Linked DNA regions of Mus musculus: all the other regions are linked to region 1. Evidence: chromatin contacts called from public HiChIP or PLAC-seq data. All regions are on one chromosome and are shown on one strand. The core of a region is the stretch at or near the end of the contact, and the rest is flanking DNA. Distances in the headings are between cores, read along the strand shown. Region 1 overlaps Coro2a (coronin, actin binding protein 2A). Region 2 overlaps Anp32b (acidic (leucine-rich) nuclear phosphoprotein 32 family, member B). Region 3 overlaps Tbc1d2 (TBC1 domain family, member 2). Region 4 holds the start of Nans (N-acetylneuraminic acid synthase (sialic acid synthase)).

What was found. HiChIP or PLAC-seq counts read pairs in DNA pulled down with a chosen protein or histone mark.
Region 2: an HNF4G HiChIP or PLAC-seq map of pancreatic cancer cells shows a contact between it and region 1. The contact joins two enhancer-like sites. A contact is called at or near these places in 1 of 115 datasets of contacts at active chromatin or transcription factors (pancreatic cancer cells) and 1 of 9 other capture datasets (liver).
Region 3: an H3K4me3 HiChIP or PLAC-seq map of bone marrow-derived macrophages shows a contact between it and region 1, with 2.7 times the contacts expected there. The contact joins two enhancer-like sites. A contact is called at or near these places in 1 of 39 promoter capture datasets (macrophages), 1 of 15 datasets of contacts at CTCF or cohesin (large pre-B cells), 2 of 484 Hi-C or Micro-C datasets (CD8 T cells and bone marrow-derived macrophages), 6 of 115 datasets of contacts at active chromatin or transcription factors (the HPC-7 cell line, bone marrow-derived macrophages, embryonic stem cells and 2 more) and 5 of 9 other capture datasets (adipose tissue, bone marrow-derived macrophages, liver and 2 more).
Region 4: a contact with region 1 is called in an H3K4me3 HiChIP or PLAC-seq map of bone marrow-derived macrophages, with 2.5 times the contacts expected there. The contact joins the promoter of Nans here to the enhancer-like site in region 1. A contact is called at or near these places in 5 of 39 promoter capture datasets (the C10 cell line, the HPC-7 cell line, liver and 1 more), 1 of 15 datasets of contacts at CTCF or cohesin (liver), 3 of 484 Hi-C or Micro-C datasets (liver and rod photoreceptor), 5 of 115 datasets of contacts at active chromatin or transcription factors (bone marrow-derived macrophages, embryonic stem cells, microglia and 1 more) and 3 of 9 other capture datasets (adipose tissue, liver and pancreatic islet).

Annotation. Positions count from the first base shown.
Region 1 is chr4:46,552,544-46,555,697 of GRCm38.p6, forward strand. All of the region lies in intron 2 of Coro2a (coronin, actin binding protein 2A), which reads right to left. Among named protein-coding and RNA genes, the nearest start is that of Trim14, 18 kb to the left of the region's middle. Within about 2 kb of position 1,623, at least 139 of the 459 cell types and tissues checked have an H3K27ac peak or open chromatin away from gene starts, as enhancers often do. A contact at or near this core is called in CD8 T cells, the HPC-7 cell line, adipose tissue and 5 more, where this site is marked.
Region 2 is chr4:46,457,139-46,460,292 of GRCm38.p6, forward strand. Anp32b (acidic (leucine-rich) nuclear phosphoprotein 32 family, member B) reads left to right here. Exons shown (of 7, transcript NM_130889.3): 2 at 2,952-3,101. Among named protein-coding and RNA genes, the nearest start is that of Anp32b, 7.8 kb to the left of the region's middle. Within about 2 kb of position 1,488, at least 44 of the 459 cell types and tissues checked have an H3K27ac peak or open chromatin away from gene starts, as enhancers often do. A contact at or near this core is called in pancreatic cancer cells, where this site is marked.
Region 3 is chr4:46,634,748-46,637,901 of GRCm38.p6, forward strand. It overlaps Tbc1d2 (TBC1 domain family, member 2), which reads right to left. Exons shown (of 13, transcript NM_198664.3): 3 at 2,842-2,989. Among named protein-coding and RNA genes, the nearest start is that of Tbc1d2, 14 kb to the right of the region's middle. Within about 2 kb of position 1,479, at least 68 of the 459 cell types and tissues checked have an H3K27ac peak or open chromatin away from gene starts, as enhancers often do. A contact at or near this core is called in CD8 T cells, bone marrow-derived macrophages, macrophages and 1 more, where this site is marked.
Region 4 is chr4:46,487,814-46,490,967 of GRCm38.p6, forward strand. It overlaps Nans (N-acetylneuraminic acid synthase (sialic acid synthase)), which reads left to right and starts at 1,516. Exons shown (of 6, transcript NM_053179.3): 1 at 1,516-1,677. The coding sequence starts at 1,546.

The DNA.
Region 1 (3,154 bases), core at 373-2,872:
GACTAGCCTTAGCTAGCAGCTCTTTGCCCAGCCTCCAGGATATTCAGTGCACTGTCCTCAGAGCCCACTGGGCTCCCCAGCCCACCACATATATATGCTGTGTCACTCAGGCTGGCCTTGAACTCCTGATCCCTCTAATGTCCACATTTCATAAGAAATGGGGTTACATGGCACTTACAGGTGTGCATCACAACTGGCTTTCAGGGTGAGGGTTTGAAAATTAAAATCCAACCACGCCATGTAGCTATATTCACTCTGCAAGCCCCTTCTTCAGGCTTGAACTGTAGCAATCTCTTCCTTGTAGGAACGCAAAGGGCTGAGACAGGAAGCGAGGAGCACAACAGGGAGAGCTGAGGTAAAGGCTCAGCAATAGTGACTATGCCCATGCCAGAAACTCTCTATCTCAAGGCTGAGAAAGGAGGAGGAGCGGGAGGAGGAGGAGGATAAGGAAGAAGAGGAAGAGGAGAAGCAGCAGCAGCACTAACAGCTGTAGTTGTGTGCAGACAATGGAAGCACAGCCTTCTTTTAATCATTTTCTTTCCTTTTCTTTTTCTTTCCTTTTCTTTTCTTTTTTTTTTTTTTTTTTTGAGATAGGATCTCTTATAGCCCAGGCTGGCCTTCAACTCATTATATAGCCAAGACTAGTTTTGTAATTTTTTAAAAGATGTAATATATATACATGAGAGTTCTATCTGTATGTACATCTGCATGCCAGAAGAAGGCATCAGATTCCATTACAGATGATTGTGAGCCACCATGTGGTTGCTGGGGATTGAACTCAGGACCTCTGGAAGAGCACCCGATGCTCTTAACCACTGAGCCATCTCTCCAACCCCTAGTTTTGTACTTTTAATCCTCGACTTTGCTTACTATGTGCTGGGGTTATAGGCGTGACCACACTATTGTTATTATTTTTTGAAAGCAATTTTCCATTTTTTTTGGGGGGGGGGAGCACAAAACAGAAAAGGCATTTATTTCTGTAATCCCAGTACTCGGGAGGCAGAGGCAGAAGGGCTGACCTTCCCTAGGCTGAACACAATCAGATCTACATATCAAGTTCCCCATCAGCCAGGACTATGAAGTGAGAACTCCCCTTAAACGATATGATCAGAACTACAAAATTTCTGAAAAGGTGGTCCTTCTAGGATTAGCGGAGAATTGGTTCTAGAGTTCAAAGCATGTTCAGGAGTGTAGGAATGGTGAGCACACAGGCCAGGCTTTCTAATGCTGTGCCTGTGGCAGGCATCACTAATGGATAACAATACTCTCAAGCAGGCTAGAGGAGGGATGCTCCCAAGGCCACTGGGACTCAGCGGAATAGAGCTGGGCCTCTGCCCAACAGATTGTAGTGAACCTCTGGTGGACTTCCTGTGCTCTGAGGAGTTCTCATCTTCTCTGAATTGCCCTGGCCCTGCTTCCTACATTCCTTCCCTTTTCTTGTACCATTTCCTGGGTCAAAGGGCATGGCAGTACAGAATCTTTTGCTGAAAGCCTGACTGCTCTGGGCCTTTATCTTTGTTCTCTGGCTCAGAGCCATGCCCTCATTTCTGCCCTGCAGGTTTCGCAGGAAATGCCAATTGTCAGGCAGGTCTTGGGCTAACCCTAGGCAAGCTGCCAAGAGGCCATTGACACCACACCCTCACCTCCTGTAGAGTCTGTTGCTTCAGGGCTAGGTTGACCATCAGAGCTAGGCTCCTCTGGGGCCCCCAGAGCAGAAGTCACATCAGCCCACTGTCTTCCCACTCAAGACCCAGGGCATTAGTGACATTAGTTGTCTGAAGCTATTGACTGGGCTGCTAAAAGCCTGTCCGGAGCGACATTTATAATTAGGAGGCCGCTTTTACCTTTTGGTCCATTAGATCAGCACTCAGCCAGGGAGGGGCTTCTGGTTTACTGGGACACAAAGCTTTAAGTCAAGGGTGACAGTGCTGCCTTTCTCAAACCCAAGCCAGGCTTGGCTGGTTACAGGCGCTGGCTGCCAAGCCTATATAGGACTACAAGCCAACAGGGGCTGCCCTGAGGCAGGCAGAGAGGGTAGGAAGTTAGGATCCCTACAAGGTACAATGAAGGGTGGGGGTGGGGCAGCTACAGATCTGGGTCTGGGGATGGGGAGAGCTGTATGGTGGGCCTGGGGAGCATTGCTCTCCCTACTATAAGAAAGGGAACTGCTTCAAGCTCCTCCCAATTGCAGAGTGGAGCCTGGGAGGCCTAGGTGGGAGGAGAACAGAGAAGTCACAAGGTATAGAGCAATTTAGCTGACTCCTGCTTCCTGGGGTCGAACCTCTGCTATCCCGAGTTCATTACTGTTCAAGCTGGGTCTCTGAGCTCGGCCCAGGGCCTTGGCTTCTTCCTCTACAGAATAGGGGAAGTGAAAAAATTCACTCACAGTGTGTGTGTGTGTGTGTGTGTGTGTGTGTGTGTGTGTGTGTGTAGCCATTTGCAGTAAGGGCTGAGAACGTGCCTGGGCATAAGGCTCTCCACACCAGCCTGCATCGATCCATCTGAAGCCATCGCAACTATCCATCTACAGCTTTGTAGGGTGCTGGGGAGGGAACCTGGGTGTCATACATGCTAAGCTGCCTTTACTACCACTGGGCTACACCCAAAACACACCCAACTTTAATTGTTGCTTGGTATGTTCCAAGGCCCAGGGATATACTTAGTGTGAGAACAAACTGTTCTAATGGTGGGGGTAAAGTCAAATACACACACAGACACATACACAGATAGACAGACAGACATACACACACACTTACCTACCAATATACACATGTACACATGTGCATACACACACACAAGCACATACATGCATATATGCAAATGTGTTCATACACACATGCATATACTCATGCATACATGCAAATATGTTCATACACACATGCATGTACTCATGCATACATGCACACAGAAGACACACAGGCAGGCATATGCATACACACACACACATATATATACACACACACATACATGCATACATACATAATACATACATACATGTATACACACACATATGGAAAGACAGATATGCACACAGATAAACACACATACATATACACACAGACCCACACACAAACATGTACTCAGGAACACAGACACAGACAGACAGACACACACACCCCTTCTTCCTACACCAGTTTAGGAACCCAGTGAACTG
Region 2 (3,154 bases), core at 238-2,737, 96 kb before region 1:
ACTGAGGTTTATCTAGAACTTGTGTGCCGTCAAGGTTACTCTCAAACTTGCGCCTACCGCACACCTCTCTGTGTCCTGAGATTACTGCCGTGCCTTAGTGCCTCTTTCTGAGATGATCTGGAACCTGTGGTTCTACTGCCTCAGCTTCCTGAGAAACTGGCCTGTTCCACAAGCTCAGGCTTTGTTGAGAACTTTTCAGACTTGAAGGCAGCCAGCCAGTGGCACTTATTAAGACCTTTCTCTTGAGTGCAACTCTAAGGCTTGGCCTGATGTGGCAACTCCAACTGACTCATCTGGACATTTCTGGAAGTCAGGGACCTGTCTTTTCTTAGCCATACTACCCCTGCTTAAAATCAAAAGTCTTAGGGTTTTATTGCTGGGAGGAGACACCATGACCACAGCAACTCTCTTATGAAGGAAAGATTTAAAAGGGTCTGGCTTACAGTACAGACGTTTAGTCTATTATTGATATTCATGGCTAGAAACATGGTGGCATGCAGGCAGACTTGGTGCTGGAGAAGGAGCTGAGGGTTGATTTGTAGGCAGCAAGTATAGATTAAGACACTGGCCATGGGCGGGCTTGAGCATCTGAGCCCTCAACCACCTCTTCCCTCCCCCACCCCAATGACACCACAAAGCTACACCTACTCTAACAAGGCTTCTCCTAATTAATGGTCTACTCCCTTGGGCCAAGCATCCAAAGACGGGAGTTTATGGGAGGCATTCCTATTCATACTACCACAGTGAATTTTCCCTGAGCTTCTCCTTCATTTTGGAACATAGCCCACACCAGTGCTTGGGTAGGGTGCACCTTCATCAAGAAGTTCAGTGTCATTTCCAACTCATTTCATTTTAGTCATAAATTTAAAAAAATTAATGTATGATGGGCAAGGGTCATGCATGTGCCAGAGTGTACATATCAGGTCAGTTGTATAGTCAGATCTCTGCTGTATTTTTATACGAGGGGTCAAACTTACAGCACAGTAGTGCTTTCCCATGCTGTAACGATCTTACAGGTTCTTTGCCATGACAGAAAGGCTTGTTGAAGTCCTGTTTTACCTCACAAGTGAGGCATCACATGCGTGGCTGTGTCCCAGGTCATCTTATTTTCAAAGGTTTACTTTGTGGTTGAGGCTGACCTGGAACTGACTCTCCACTCAGCTCACAGGCCTTCAGCTTTCAGCCCTCCGCCTCAGACTCCTGAGTGCTGGGATTACAGGTGTCTTGTCACCATGCCCATCTTGTTCTTGGTGTTTAAAATGAAGTTCTTAGCTGGGCAGTGTGGTGGCTTCAGTTCCAGTAGTTGGGAGACAGGCAGACAGGTCTCTTGAGTTCCAGGACAGCCAGGCCTACACAGAGAAGCCCTGTCTTGGGGGGAGTATTTTTAGCTTTGGGCACCTTGCCTGTCTTTCTTAATTGCCCTGAGTTCCATCCATGATGCTTTTTCTAGGAATACCAGGTTCCTGCCACTTCCTCTTCCTTGGTGACTCACAAACACCATTGAAACTTGGGTCTATGTCTCTAGCTCTGTGTGTGTGTGTCTCCCTCCTGTGGTATTCATTGTTTCACCTCAAAATGCTGTTCTTTATTTTGAGTGTCCCGTGTTGCTTGCCATAATAGGGTTTTTTGTATTGCAGCAATATTCATTTTTTTGTTTTTGTTTTTTCGAGACAGTGTCTCTCTGTGTAGCCCTGGCTGTCCTGGAACTCACTTTGTAGACCAGGAAGACCTCGAACTCAGAAATCCTCCTGCCTCTGCCTCCCAAGTGCTGGGATTAAAGGCATGTGCCACCATGCCCGGCAATATTGACTTTAAATGTAGTAAATGCCTGAATCTGCCCAGCGATGGAGCTGCCATAGTATTTTGTCCCCCTTCCATCTCCAATGGAAGTTTCTTATTACCCCTCAGTAGATACACTGGAATCTTAGCAATTTCAAGTATCAAGGAAAAAATTTTTATCCCAATCTGAGAGGCAGTGTGCCATACTTTTTAATTCCTCCCCACTTACTTTGGACATATTAGTGTCATATCTTATATTTTAATTTTATTGTTACACAAAAAATGAAAATCACCTTAGCTGGGCATGGTTGTGTGTGTCTGCAGTACCAGCACACAGAAGGCAGAGGCAGTTGGAGCTCTTGAGTCAAGAGAAGGCAGACATCTACATCTCAGAATCCTAGGTCAGCCTTAGGAAGACTTTCTTTAAAACAAAACAAAATAGAAGAGATCTGAAACTGGAGAGTACAGGTGTAAAAATCCTTAGCAGGATTTATTTGTGACTTTTTCTTTTGAAAATAGCAAGGAAAAGCCAGGCATGATGGTAGATGCCTTTAATTCCAGGACTTAAGAGGCAGAGAAAGGCAGGGGGGTGTCTGTGAGTTCAGGGGCAGCCTGGTCCACATAGTCCCAGGAAACCCAGGGCTTTGTATAGAGACCCTGTCTCAAAACAAGACAAACAAAAATGGCAGAAGACTATTGGAACTCTGAGTGATGGTAGTGAGATCAGTCACCCTGCTTTTCAAGCAGCAGGCTCATTGCCCAAGTGCCTTGGTGCCTTACATGGCCGAAGTAAAGTGTTCATCTCCCCGTGGCCATGCCCTTCCTGGGCTTAAAGCAGGAAAGAAAGCCCCTTGAAAGCACAGCTATAGAAGGAAAGAGATAGGTTCACGTATGCTCTGAGAACTAGGGTGCCTCTCTGCTCTTGGTGCGATATGGAGAATATGCCTCCCTGTGCGTGCGTGTACATGAACAGTGATCTTTGAGTCTTGATACTATGCTGAGACTACAAGACTAACCATGCTTTTTATATTGGTAGCTGATCCTACTCTCACATAAATGTTATTCTTGAGTTTGGAAGTTTTACAGGTTTGAATTTAAGAGATTTTTTGTTTTTGTTGTTGTTTTCTGTTACAGTTTTTAAAGCTTCTTCCTATTTTTGTTTGTACCCACAGGTTCGAGAACTTGTCTTGGACAATTGCAAAGCAATGGATGGAAAAATTGAGGGGTTAACAGATGAATTTGTGAACTTAGAGTTCCTCAGTTTAATAAGTGTAGGCTTGTTTTCAGTTTCAGACCTCCCGAAGCTACCTAAGTTGAAAAAGGTAAGTATTCTTTCATTGTTAAGAGGATGATTGAGAAGGAGGAATGCATGGGT
Region 3 (3,154 bases), core at 229-2,728, 82 kb after region 1:
CAGTCACCACTGCCCACCCTTCCCTCTGTCAGGAGGTAAGCTTCCCCAGCATGTCACAGGGCTTGTGACTAGTGGTCCTTGGATGTGGGAGAGCAAGAGCCCTTCTGGTCCTGGCTGGTTTCTCTGGGATGGGTGCTCTCTACTTTTTACCACTGTCCAGGGAGCCGCCAGTCAGCTGAGCCATGGTCCCCGGAGGAAGCATCTCTGCATCAACTTTGCTTCAGAACAAACATTCAGGGAGATTACTCTCCCTGAATGGCAGGCTCCTGGGGTGGGGGTGGGGATTCTCAGAGGGTGCTTTTCTAGATTTGAGTCACTGTGGAGATGCACCTCTGAGTGTTTCTCTGTGGGTGTTTCCCTTGGAGCCTAAAGAAAGCGTTAGCTGAAGGGAGGAGATCCATCTTGAATGTGGGCAGTAGCATCCACGGGCAGCAAGGGTTCCAGACAGAATAACAGGGAGAATTAAGCTGAGGGCTACAGTGGATGCAGTGTGCTCAGCCCCTGCCTCCACGCTTTCCTGGAGGTGATGGACGACCTGTTCTCAGACTGGGGCCCGGAAGGAGCCCTGCTTCCTTGAGTTGCTTTAGTTGGGGATTTGGTCATAGTAGTGAAGAGAATGCCTAACTCGGCTCTGTTCTGGAAGGCTTGGTCAGCACAGGGGTGATGACCACCAAGGGGACAGCACCCAGCAAGCCGGTCATCCTCCTGGGCTGCCTCCTGTGATGGTTTGTGTATGCTTTGCCCAGGGAGTGGCAGGATTATAAGGTGTGGCCCTGTTGGAGTAGGTGTGTCACTGTGGGTGTGGGTTATAAATTACTCATCCTAGCTGCCTGGAAATCAGTGTTCTGCTAGCAGCCTTCAGATGAAGATGTAGAACTCTCAGCTCCTCCTGCACCATACCTGGCTGGATGCTGCCAAGCTCCCACCTTGATGATAATGAACTGAACCTCTGAACCTGTAAGCCAGCCCCAATTAAATGTTGTCCGTATAAGAGTTGCTTGGTCACGGTGTCTGTTCACAGCAGTAAAGTCTTAACTAAGACAGCCCCTTCTGCCATGGGGATGAGGAACAGATCCACAATGCACACTGCCTGGGCCCTCCTCTGGGCCACGTTCTGAGAGCGACACCATGATGTATTCCACCCACTTCATCTTCAGGACAGTCCAGGAAGTGGGTGCTATGACGTATCCCCATGGACAGGCTACTGGAACGCACAGCGGCTCGCTATACACTCGTGCCAACAAAGCCTCTGGCAGTGCTTGGCATGCCCCTCATTCTGTCCCCAAGGATCACCTGCGCTTGGGCAGCACAAACACAAGCTCAAGGCCTGACAGGGCCGGCGGCGGGCACCCAGGCAGCTCTCATTTCCCCACGTTGTCTGGGTTTCCTGGAAGTGCAGGCAACTCAATATTGCAATGTTGCCTTGCCTCACATCTGGGACTCTCACAAGTGCCTGGGCTATGCTGTGAAACTTCCTTTCTCAGTCTCCACGAGTCCTCTGTACCACGTCTGTGACTGTGGGTGTGGCCTCCCTCAGGCACAAACCTCAGGCACAAACCACCTGCACTGGCCTTCCTGGTCTCCTCTTCCCTTTAGCATGTTCCTAACACACCACATCTCCTGAAGGCTCAGTCCTGCACCCTGGGGTGCTCACCCATGCTCCATGTGTCCCAGGCTTCTCTTTCCAGCTCAGACCTCTCTCCTGGGCTCCGTGTGCCTCTGTCCAAATGGCTGTGGGTTAGCTCTTCCTCCTGCCAGCAGGCCTGAGAGGATACACCTCATCTTTTCTCTAAAGCCTGGTTCTCTCTTGGAAAGGACCATACTATCCTCTCAGACATACACATACATAAAATTACAAAATAAAAAAAAATTTAAAAAGCAGTCAGGTCTTGGCATGGTGGTTCATGTTTGTAATTCCAGCACTCAAAAAGCTGAGACTGGGGGATTGCTGCAAGTTCAAGGTCAACTGGGGCCACAAAATGATGGCCAGGCTAGCCTGGGTCCACAGAGTAATACTTCGTCTCAACACTCTCCACCACAAAGTAGTTGACATGACCGACCAGACAAAGTATATTTGTTAGAAGTAAATAGTTTGATATGAAATCATCGTTTGGTGTGACCTCAGTGTTCATGAACATATCGAGCTGTTATACACTTGCTAAGCAAGGCAAGTGGTAAGGCTATGGGTAGTTTTTAGTGATTTTTCTGTTTAGATTTTTGTTTAAGTGTGGCATGGGGCGGGGTGTGGTGTGGTGTGGTGTGTCGGGGTGTGGTGGGGTGGGGTATGTTGGGGTGTGGTGTGATGGGGTGTGTCGGGTGGGGTGGGGTGGTTGGTGCTTGTGCCCCAGGGGACAGCTCTAAGGAGCTGGTTATTAACTTCCATCTTTACGCACACTCCCGGAACTCAGGTCACCAGGTCTGAGCGGAGAGGGTTTTACTGGATGGGACTTGTTTTTCTATTTTGTTTCTTTTTTAATTTATTATTATTATTATTTTTTTTCCAGACAGGGTTTCTCTGTGTAGCCCTGGCTGTCCTGGGACTCACTTTGTAGACCAGGCTGGCCTCGAACTCAGAAATCCGCCTGTCTCTGCCTCCCAAGTGCTGGGATTAAAGGCGTGCGCCACCAGAAGCAAGATCCCCGCTATGTAAGTCAGGCTGGCCTGGAACTCATGACACTCCTGCCTCTGCCTGCTGAGCCCTGGGACATTTTAAATAACAATGTGACTAACTGGGAAGAAGCTCATGACCCACCCCTGACCCACCAGGGCCACACCAGATGGAGCTCACAGAAGGGGTGCCCCCTCCGCACTCACAGAACGGATGCGCCCACCGGCACTTACTGTATTTCAGTGCCCAGATGCTTTAGGGAGATGTTCTGAAGGGCTGAGGGCACGGCAGGGACAGGCTGTAAGGCAGCTGCCGCACCCACGAGTCCAGTGGGTGTTTTCACAGGGCACAGGAACTCCTCCAGCTCGGCCTCCTCTTGCTCTAGGGAGCCAAAGACAGTCAAGTCAACACTGGCATGAACCAGCGTACTTCGGTAGGGGTGACTTAGTCCTGGGCTGTGGGCACATCGCTGACAGCATTTGGGGTTGCTACAACTGCCCAGCTAACGAACTTGATGCAGGTTAACAACAGCAAAGTGGCTGCAAA
Region 4 (3,154 bases), core at 266-2,765, 65 kb before region 1:
CTGGTCTACAAAGTGAGTTCCAGGACAGCCAGGGCTACACAGAGAAACCCTGTCTTGAAAACACCACACAAAAACAAAACAAAACAAAACAAAACAAAACAAAACAACCTCTGTCCTGGCTGTCTTCCGTTCTTCAGTTCTGTGTAGTCAAACAGGAAATCGATCTAACTCTGAAATCCAAGGAGTGTGCTGTAGGAGACCCGGGCTGGGAGACACTCCAGGGCCGCAGTCTGAGCCCCGCTCTAGAGTTCAGGATGACTTTGGCCAAATTAGTGAAACTCCCTGAGGCTAATGCCTCTCATATAGTAGAAACAGCTATGGCTGTCTAAAATGTACTGCACTGTGGACTGGAGGCATGCATGGTTCAGCGATAAGGCTCATTGGCTGCTCTTCCAGAGGACCTGGGCTCAGTTCTCAGCATCCACTTGGTGGCTCACAATCGTCTGTACTCCAATTCCAGGGACTATGATTCCCTCTTCTCAGTTCTTCAGGTACCAGGCACACATGTGGTGCACAAAACAAACCATATACATAAAAACAAATTAAACAAATTAAATACCATACCAATTTTTGCAATCAAAGATTTCTTTTTTTGTTGTTTTTGCTTTTGTTTTTTTCGAGACAGGGTTTCTCTGTATAGCCCTGGCTGTCCTGGAACTCACTTTGTAGACCAGGCTGGCCTCGAACTCAGAAATCTGCCTGCCTCTGCCTCTCGAGTGCTGGGATTAAAGGCGTGTGCCACTATGCCCGGCTTCAAAGATTTCTATATACTGTCTTACAATTCTATATGATACTTCTGTTTCAGGGAAGAATGTAAACAATGCTTGAGAAGACCAGAGAGTCATAACTGTCTTAATGTTAGCCACAAATACCATTTTAGTGCTTCTCAAGTTGCATCTCACAAGGTTACTAAGATTCCCCACCACCACCCATTTCCTTCACTCTCTTGGAAAGTGAGGTGGCTCCAGAGATGCCTTGGATGGGGTATAACCTGATATGGCAAAACCAGGAGCCACTAGGGTTTCCTGAGGCATTTGGTGTCTGCCCTTTCCCTCTAACGTGATTTTTCATGAGATTTCTAGAAAACTGCAGACTACAGTTAGTTGTTAGCGGCTGCGTGGAAATTCCTGTTAGTCTGTTGACAAAAGACATCACGCAGATTCTTGGGTGAGCGCTCCTCTCTGTCTTATGCTCGCAAGATTTCCTCGTCTTTCTGTTCTGTCTCAGAATCCGCAACCATGGGATTCGAACTCTAGAACACCTACTTTCCTGACTGCTTCATGGGCTGCACTCTCTCCTTGTTCTTCTATCTAGCCATAAAGTAGACCAAATTGTGTCTAGAGGCGTAGGCAGCGCTGGAGGGGCGGGGCTTGCTTTTCTCCCCGCTCTCTGCAGAGGTAAGGCTCCGATTGGCTGTCGAGCGAGACGGGGCCCGCGGATTGGCTGCGCGACAGCCGCCGGCTGACGTGGCGGGGCTGAGACCTGCGGGCCTGCGCGGCGGGTGCGGAAACGCCCGGGGCAGCAAGCAGGCGCGGGTAATGCACCATGCCGCTGGAACTGGAGCTGTGTCCCGGGCGCTGGGTGGGTGGAAAGCACCCGTGCTTCATCATCGCGGAGATCGGCCAGAACCACCAAGGAGACATAGATGTGGCCAAGCGCATGATCCGCACTGCCAAGGTGAGGGGCGGGGCCCGTGGAGGAGTAAGTAGCGGAGGAGCCCAGGAAGGTTGACGGAGGAGTTTGCAGGGAACCCGGGCGGGGGGCAGGCTAACGGAGGGGCCCGGGAGAATTCACGGAGGGGCTTGGGAGAGCGCGGCCGCGATTGCCTTCTGGTCCTGTGCTCCGCGTCTCTCTTGCCTCGGCTCCCCAACTCCGTCTAACAGCTGCTCTTGCTCGCCCTCCCAACCGATCTTCTTTCTGTTTAGATCAGCTCCTACCCTTGCCTGGCCTGCTCCGTGGCTTCCTACCTAACCAGAATCTTAGGGACCCAGCCCCTTCCTGCTTGTCATATGCCACCCCAGAGATCCTCCCGTGTGATATTTGTCTACAGTCCTTGGAAGTTGGTGTGGTTTTTCTCAGTCCCAGTGTTTGGATTACTAACCGGTAAAAAGTGCAGATCGGGTTAGGGACTAAGCTGCCTGATTTGAAAACCCGGCTTCATGGAGCTGGGATGAGCATCCGTGAAGGGAAGGAGTGAAAAGCACAATAATTAGTCCAGGGCTCCTTGGGTGACCACTAACTACAGCTGCTGAGATGCTTGTGACTACACGCCCACCCACTTCTCTTAGTAAGTTTCCACACGTTCAGTCCGAACGACAGGGATGGCTTCTCCAGCTACAGCCCGCAGCCCTAGGTCTCACGGTGTTTTGCTTCTAGTCCTTTTAAAACAGGGACTTACTCTAACCTGGGCTAGACTGGGAGTCATCATGTATCCCAGGCTATCCCTCAGATATTTTGCTTCAGGCTTCCAAGTACTGGGATTACAGGTGCTAGCCTTCACTCAGGACTTGTCATACTTTCTTTTAATCCTTTCTTTGTTTTGAATGAATCTTTGAAGAGAAACCGTCCTGTTCGTCATTGTGACCCTAACCCTCAGCTTTCATAAAGTCTACCCTGTGATTTCTTTTTTCTTTTTTCTTTTTTTGGTTTGTTATCTTTTTAATTGATTGTTATTATTGTTTTTGGAGACAAGAGTCTCACTCTGTAATGTAGATTGGCTTGGAATTTACTCTGTAGACTAGGCTAGGCTCTCAAGCTTGGACCCGTTTTCCTGTCATAGTCTCCCAAGTGTCGAGAGTGTAGGCATGGGTCATTACATTCAGCAGTTCCTGGGGCTGGAAAGATGGCTCAGTGGTTAAGAGCATTGGCTTCTTTTCCAAAGGACCTGAGTTCAGTTCCCAGCACCCACATGGCTGCTCACAGCTATTTCTAACCCCATCGAGTGTCAAGATAGCACTCCACTCTCTACATGGACTCTCTCAAATTCAGTTTTATCTTACCTTTCCTTAGAACTAATTAATTGGTCTTGTGATCACAGTACTGTTGAAGCACAAAAGGACTTTAAAGTAATAACTGCTAACACAGTTTTAGATTGTCACTCTTGAGATGCGGAACTAAGTGCTTTTGTGTACTCTCTCTTTTAATTCCTATGATG